Regions from separate parts of the Mus musculus genome. Here region 1 is linked to region 2. The links are chromatin contacts, called in public HiChIP or PLAC-seq maps. All regions are on one chromosome and are shown on one strand. Each heading gives the region's core, a stretch centred on a gene start, on an enhancer-like site or on the middle of the called end of the contact. The rest is flanking DNA. Distances are from core to core; before and after follow the strand shown.

Region 1 (3,281 bases), core at 338-2,837, 980 kb after region 2:
ACAAAAAACCACTTCAGGATCTAAATTCTTATTCCTCTTCATGGGCACATCTTGATCAAGTACAATTTCAGTACAATGGCTGCTTTTCGTGTCACTACCAACAAAGAATTCTTCAAGCTGTATGAAAAAGGTGGTTTCGGCTTTTGTTTTTCATGCTAAGACAACTCTCAAATCCTTTAGCCTCGACAAAACTGTATCCCAGTTATCCAGATCCGTTAACCGAGGAGTCCATTTTATAACTTCTAAAAACTCATTCAGGGCGCTGCTTAGAAGCCCCCTCCAGCGAGGCAAGCTCGTGCCGGCCTGCACAGGGCCCGGGACACCTTCGCGTCGGGCATCAGACGGAGACTCCTGCCAACTTCCCAACAGCAGTCCGACTCAGCGGATCTGGCTGTGCGTGGGTCCCGCCCGCCCGGTGCCCCACTGGGCACCGCGCCTGCGCCTGCGCCTCCGCCCCCACCCAGCACCGCCTTCATGAGCGCCCCAGAGCGCTGCACGTAGCGGGCTGACGTCAGCCCTCCGCAGGTCCCTGAGCCCCGAACGCCGAAACCCCCTGGAGCGCCGCCAAGCTTCTAAATGCAGGCTGTTGCTGGGCCGTAGCCGCCGCTCCCATTGGCTGGCTCCGGAGCCAATGGGCGGCGCCAGCGCAGCCGCCCAGCCCCCCTCCCGCTTCCGCCCCACCACTCGAGCGAGCGTCACGGAAACTTCCCTCCCGAGTAAACAGCCGCCCCGCCCCCACCGGCCCTACCTCCTTCGCGAGTGGGGGCTGTCTGTGGAGCAGGGCAGTGGCCGCCAGACCTCGCTCCTCCTGCGCGACGATTGGCCCCGGCGCCGGGCTGCGACCACCCTCCAGGCTCGGCCGGTGCTGCTGGAACTGGTGGAAGCGGCTGGGCAGCTGCCCGGCCGGGCTGGCCCGCACCTTTTTCTTCCGCCGCTTCTTGGGCGCCGCCCGCGGGGCAGCCGCCGGGGCCAAGGTGCAGCCGGACGGCGCGGTGGTGCGAGGCGCGGGCGCCAGGCACGGCCCGTCCCCCCCGAGGAAGTGCGGCAGGAAGAGGGTGGGTGGCAGCGCGCGCGGGTCCGGAAGGCGCGGCAAGGGCGGCGGGGCCGGGTTCACCATCGGGAGGGCCCCGAGGAACCCGAGCGGCGCTAAGCGGCCGCTCAGAGCGAGATCTCGCTGTGGGACGGAGACGACGGTCATGGCGCGGGGACTCGGCAGAAAGGCGGGGAGCAGGAGTCACGGGGCGGCGGCGGAGGCTGCTGCTGGAAGGTTCGGAGCAAGGACCATGACTCGGGCGAGGCGGCGCAGCAACAAATAGCGCTGGCCACCGCGGCCAGTGTTGTTACCCGAGGCCCCGCCCCGTGCCCGCCCACCTCCCTGCGGCGGCCCAATCCGCGTGCGCCTGCCAGGCCACTCCCTCGGTCCCGCCTCCGCGCCCCGAGGCAAGACACAAACAAGCAGCCTGCTGCAGCCCTTCACAAAGAGCGCACGTTGCGCAGGCGCGCCCAACGGGCTCTTACCGAGAGTGTCCCGTGAACAATGAAGTTCGACTTCTGCCTCACCTCCCTGGCAGCGATCCTTTGGGGTAGCCTGGGGGTGGGGCAGGGGAGGAGGAGGAGAGAGGCGGTGGAGGAACTAGGAAGCTTCTGACCTCCAGAAAGGACTGCTTTGTAGGTTTTCGATTTCAGCCCTACATAAAAATTTTAAGAGATTTCGGAGAACACTAAGGATTTATTTCACTAAGGATTTACAGCACTGGTGAAGATCTGCCTCCATTTAACCTACAGTGAAATTTGGCTATGTGGTTTCTCATTCGGTTTTCCGACGCTGCCAATTAACCCTGGTGGTGAAAATAAAAAAGGGTTTACTGAAGGATTCTTCAGCTCATCAGAAGTACTCTATAATGCCGAAAATGGGCCTTTAATTTTTTACTGCCTTTATAGCTAAAGATCTCTGGGAGTCTCTTGAGATCTCACATTGCCCCTGAAACTTGATGCTGCTGCCAACCAATTGGCCTTTGTCCCACCCAGAGAAAACAGCTCTGCTACAGTTGCTAGCTAACTGGGTTAACAGAATTCTCTACTCACAGTTTAATACAGAAAAGAACTGTAGACACCAGTTACCAAATAGGACCTCAGAACCAATTTCTGTAATTCATCTTGTTTGAAACATACTTCTTTAATGATTGGGGCTTTATTTATTTAGTTTCCTCTTTTTTCTTTCTTCGAGATGGCGTTACTCTTTGTGTAGCCCAGGCTGTACTCTGTACTCGATCTGTAGACCAGGCTGGCCTCGAACACAGAGATACACCAGTCTCTGCCTCCCTAGTGCTGGGATTAAAGGCCCATGTCACCATTGTCCAATAATTTTTTTTTAATCATTTTACAGTAAGGCATACAAGAGACTAAAGAATTAGACACAAATCATTAAAAAATTAACAGAAGAATCTGAACTCTGGTCTAGGTATGGCAAGGTCAAGACCTGTAACACTAGCTCCTGGAGAGGCAGAAGTAGAGGATGGGAAATTTCTAGTGTAGGGAATTTAATGAGACTCTGCCTCATAATAAAAAGAGCAGGGCATCTAGATGGATCAGTGAGTAATTAAAATGCTTGCTATATAAGCCTAGCAGCCTGAGTCCCATCCCTGTAAGCCACCTAAAAATGAAAGACAGCCAAAACCACAAAGTGGCCCTCTGACTTCCAAACACATTCTGCCGCAAACCTGCTTCCACTACACACACACACACACACACACACACACATAGACACACACACACTGTGAGGAGAACAGAAGATGGGAATGAGCTAGGAGGTTAGAGGCAGGGAATAGTTCCATTGTCTTTGGCCAGCAGTAGGGAATGTCTTTGTTCTCAGGCTAGAGATCCCAGAAGGGAGCCCTGACATCTTACTTCTTTCTACACAGCCACTCCCAGTACATTGATTCTTTGATAGTGAACAGATGATGGTGAAAGTCAGGAATATCCATTCCTGATTTCAGTTCAGACCTTTTTTTTTTTTTTTTTTTTTTGAGACAGGGTTTCTCTGTATAGCCCTGGCTGTCCTGGAACTCACTTTGTAGACCAGGCTGGCCTCAAACTCAAAAATCCGCCTGCCTCTGCCTCCCAAGTGCTGGGATTAAAGGCATGCGCTACCAAGCCGGGCGATTTCAGCCCTTCTTGTAAATGATGTCAGGGTGAGCACTTCTGAAGTGGTAGTCGTTGCATGCAGTTCCCTTGATCGGGACTCTGTTGAGGCTCATCAAGAGACAGCTATCTCCTAGTCA
Region 2 (3,647 bases), core at 475-2,974:
TTTGCTAGTGCATTAAAGTGGGCCAGCTGGCCAGTCACTCATCAGCAGTGAGGTGTATCCCAGAGTCTGAAACTCTATTTTATTTTTTTCTTTCCTTTTCCTTTTTTTTTCTCTTTTACAACTCAGTGGCCATGGACATTTCTAATTTTAAATTCCTGTTTTGCATATCAAGTTTATAAGCTATGACTTTTAGGATAATTTTTGTACTTTGTCCTGTAAACAGATTTTAAAAGCATTGAATGTAAAATGCATGTGAAGTTTCTTGTGTATCAAAGGCTCGCCTTTCCTCTCCCTGACTTAATGGGCTCCTGTTTCCAATTTGTGTTAGAGCTCTGTGTGAAACATGAACTCTAGTTTATGCAAGTCCTAAGAGGGAGCGCAAGTGTGTGTGGGGATAACAGCCCTTGAGCAGCCTTTGTGGCAGGCCTCTGTTGAGTCCTGGAGTCATTCTCCAGCAAGGCCAAGTGCTCACTTTGCACGTGGAAATTGCAGATGTCACTACTTGAACTTGCCACCAGTGCGCGCATGTAATATCTGTTGGCAGCATAATAGTTTTTGGCTACTCCTTGAGAATCCCACCCGCATCCCCTCTGTTTGTTTGTTTCAGAGCAGGGGATTGAGTCCCAGAGCCTAGCACATTCCAGATAACAGCCACTGTTACTGAGAGCTACAGCCGGATCTGACCGTTCTGATTTTAAGAAACAAATTTTCTCATGTAAAACTCAAGTTGGGAGGTTGGGCTCATTCATTTTTTATTCTTTCAGCAAGTAAACATTAAGTGCCAACTTTGTGTCCGTGCTGTTCAGAGAGGGACAAGAGAAGGCTGCTACTCTGGAATTGTGTGGTAGAGTCCATGAACAGATACAGATAGGAAACAAAAACCCCTTGACTATCCTAGGGTAGTGACGTGAGGGTGGGGTGCTCCATCAGAGGTGAGATGGCTAGTAAGATATCACTGAATGAATGAATCCCATCTGAACAGCGAAAGGATGTATAGGAGACTCACCCAGTTGGAAAAGGCTGGTAGAAAAGGCATTCGTGGGGCAAAAGGCCCTCACAAAGCCACAGAAACAGAAAACATACACGTGTTACAGTGTGTGGATTTCTGATGGTCTGTGTCACTAGAGCTTGGGCCCACAGGAAAGTCCCAAAGACATTAGCCTAAAACTTTATCATTTCAAAGTCATTGTCTTTTACGTTGTATTCAGTGGGGGACTATTTCAGGGTTTTTCTTTTAGCAAAACATCTAGATATTTATCTGTTGGTCATCATCAGGTCCTTTATATGTAGACCCATCATTATCATTAAATGTGTGATGGAAAATCATATTGCAAGTTAGAAAGTACTGGAAGTTAAAACTCTTCCCGTCTTTGGAAGTTTGATAAGCAGGAGACAGAACTGTGTTTTTGTTTTTGTTTTGTTTTGTTTTTTGTTTTTATTTCAGGACCTTTTAACAAAGAAGTTCCATGGTTACATGTGTGCTTAGAAATAGTATCATTGCAACAGGAAGAGGAACTAGAATCCAGAGCCAGAGGGGCAATCACTCTGCTCCTTTATAAGTTCATGGAGAAGCAATGGCTACAGGGATGCAGACTAAAGCCACATGAAACTGGTCCCAAGGACCAGTTGAACAGAGTCCTCAAATGTGATTGGCCCAACACAGACATCAACAGAGAGGAAATGACTGAGAACAGTGTCCAGATCTCTGGGGAAACTTCATGGGTGATATCACCAGGATATGGGTGTACAGTAGGTCATGAGATTGGGGTGTGAGATTGATGTGGGTGGTAGAACAGAGATTAGTGATAAAAGTGCTAGGAAGAGGACATTTAGTGACTGAGACAGAGAAGCCTTCCAAGGAGTTGTGTGAAGGGAAGAGGAAAACTCGGGGTGGAGTATGCCAACATTCAGGGTAGGAGAGTCTAAAGATGGGGGTGTTCAGGAAGGCTTGTGTCACAGAGGCCAAGCATTCCATCCTGGATTTGCCAAGTTAATAAGTTGAATAGAACTGTCATGAGCAGTTGGTGAGGAGTAGGAAATTAGAAGGAAGATCTTCCATTTATACTGTGTGGGAAAAGAAAGCAAAATGGGCAGGGATTTTTGTTTTTTGTTTTTTTAATGTTGGTTTTTGAAGTTGAAATTTTGAGCATGTATGCACTGTAAAGGAGAGAGACTACCAACGAGGAAGAAGACAAATTAGTGGAATGATGTCTGTAATAAATTAAATCTGAGGGCATATTTGCTCGAACACTCATGAGGTCAATCAGAGGAAGAAAGGATCTATCCAGATTTACAAAGATGAGAAGAGAAGGCAAGTGAGGTTTGAAAGCTGGATATGTGATTGGATGAGAGATCCATGGAATGTATGTTCTGGATAGTCAAGGGATACATTCAACTAATACATTCAGGTCTCCTTAGAAGCACAGTGGAGGGATGAAACTGTTACCCTACCACAGTCACACTGCACAGGTTTTTAAGACCACACTCAGCCTCTAGACTCTCCAAGTTGATAATGGAACACAATAGGAGCTTTTATTGCTGACTCATTGCTGTGGGATACATGACTTTTCCAGTGAGTTGTGTTGGCTCAAGACTTCCCCGTGGCCCCACCAGATCATTCTTAGAACAGTATTGAAATCCATTTCCTTTTCTTTCTGTGCTCTTAGGAACAGTGGGCAGGACCTCCTGCAGTCTCTAGCTTTCATCCTTGAGAAATTTTACACTTACAATCTTTTCTTAGTGCCTGTATGTTTATAGACCTAACCTAACATGAAGAACTTAGTCAAAACGTGTGGATTCGTAAGAGAATGCTAGCTGCCATGCAGGTAGCCCTTCCACCTTTACAGAAAGCAAGGAGAACAATGTTGAGTGAGCTGCTGTAGCTCTTTGGACAAAATGCACCTGGTGAACATATACAGAATTTTCTGTTTTCAGCAGCAGACTTCGAGTCCCCAGTAGTGAGCACAGAGCTATTTCTAGTGTAGGCTTTATGTTAGGCTGTAAAACAAATGTTAATATATTTAAGAAAATAAAAGTTAGACTTAGTATTATTTCTGACTACAAGGGTATGAAACTAGGAATTAATAATGGAAAGAACCTTAGAAAATACACAACATGCCCCCCCCAAACAACCCACTGATAGAGAAGAACTCAGAAAGGAAACTTGAGAATATCTTGAGGAGAATGACAGCAGAAGTGTAGACTTTGAAGCTGCAGGATAGATGCTCCACAAGGAGTGATTACACCAACACAGGCCTGCGTTCAAGACAGAGAAAGCCCAAATAAACAATCTGAAATTTCAGCTAAACGAATAAGAGAAAGAAAAATGAAGCCTAAAAATAAGTGGGAGGAAATAATAATAATCAGAGTGCAATAAAAGCCAGGAAACCCATAGAAGTAACCATACCAATAGTTTTATTTAAAAAATAAAATAAAATGGAACAATCCTTACCTAACCTAGGAAAAAAGTAAGAGAGAATATTCAAAAATTTTAAATGAAAGTAGAGACTGGAGAGGTGGCTCAGCATGTACGTACTTGTCTGAAGGACTGAAGTTCAAGTTTGGATCCCTAAAACCCACATAAAATCTGGGTGGGTGTGACAGCCCACCTGCAGTTCCAGCCCAGGGAGCAGAGATGGATTTCAGAG

Evidence for each region. HiChIP or PLAC-seq counts read pairs in DNA pulled down with a chosen protein or histone mark.
Region 1: an H3K4me3 HiChIP or PLAC-seq map of bone marrow-derived macrophages shows a contact between it and region 2, with 4 times the contacts expected there. The contact joins the promoter of Pnrc1 here to the enhancer-like site in region 2. A contact is called at or near these places in 3 of 484 Hi-C or Micro-C datasets (CD4 T cells, muscle stem cells and regulatory T cells), 5 of 115 datasets of contacts at active chromatin or transcription factors (bone marrow-derived macrophages, double positive thymocytes, embryonic stem cells and 2 more) and 2 of 9 other capture datasets (adipose tissue and liver).

The regions. Positions count from the first base shown.
Region 1 is chr4:33,247,200-33,250,480 of GRCm38.p6, forward strand. It overlaps Pnrc1 (proline-rich nuclear receptor coactivator 1), which reads right to left and starts at 1,588. Exons shown (of 2, transcript NM_001033225.2): 1 at 749-1,588. The coding sequence starts at 1,198.
Region 2 is chr4:32,266,492-32,270,138 of GRCm38.p6, forward strand. It overlaps a transcript of Bach2 not described here. Among named protein-coding and RNA genes, the nearest start is that of n-TGccc3, 38 kb to the left of the region's middle. Within about 2 kb of position 1,725, at least 12 of the 459 cell types and tissues checked have an H3K27ac peak or open chromatin away from gene starts, as enhancers often do. A contact at or near this core is called in bone marrow-derived macrophages and regulatory T cells, where this site is marked.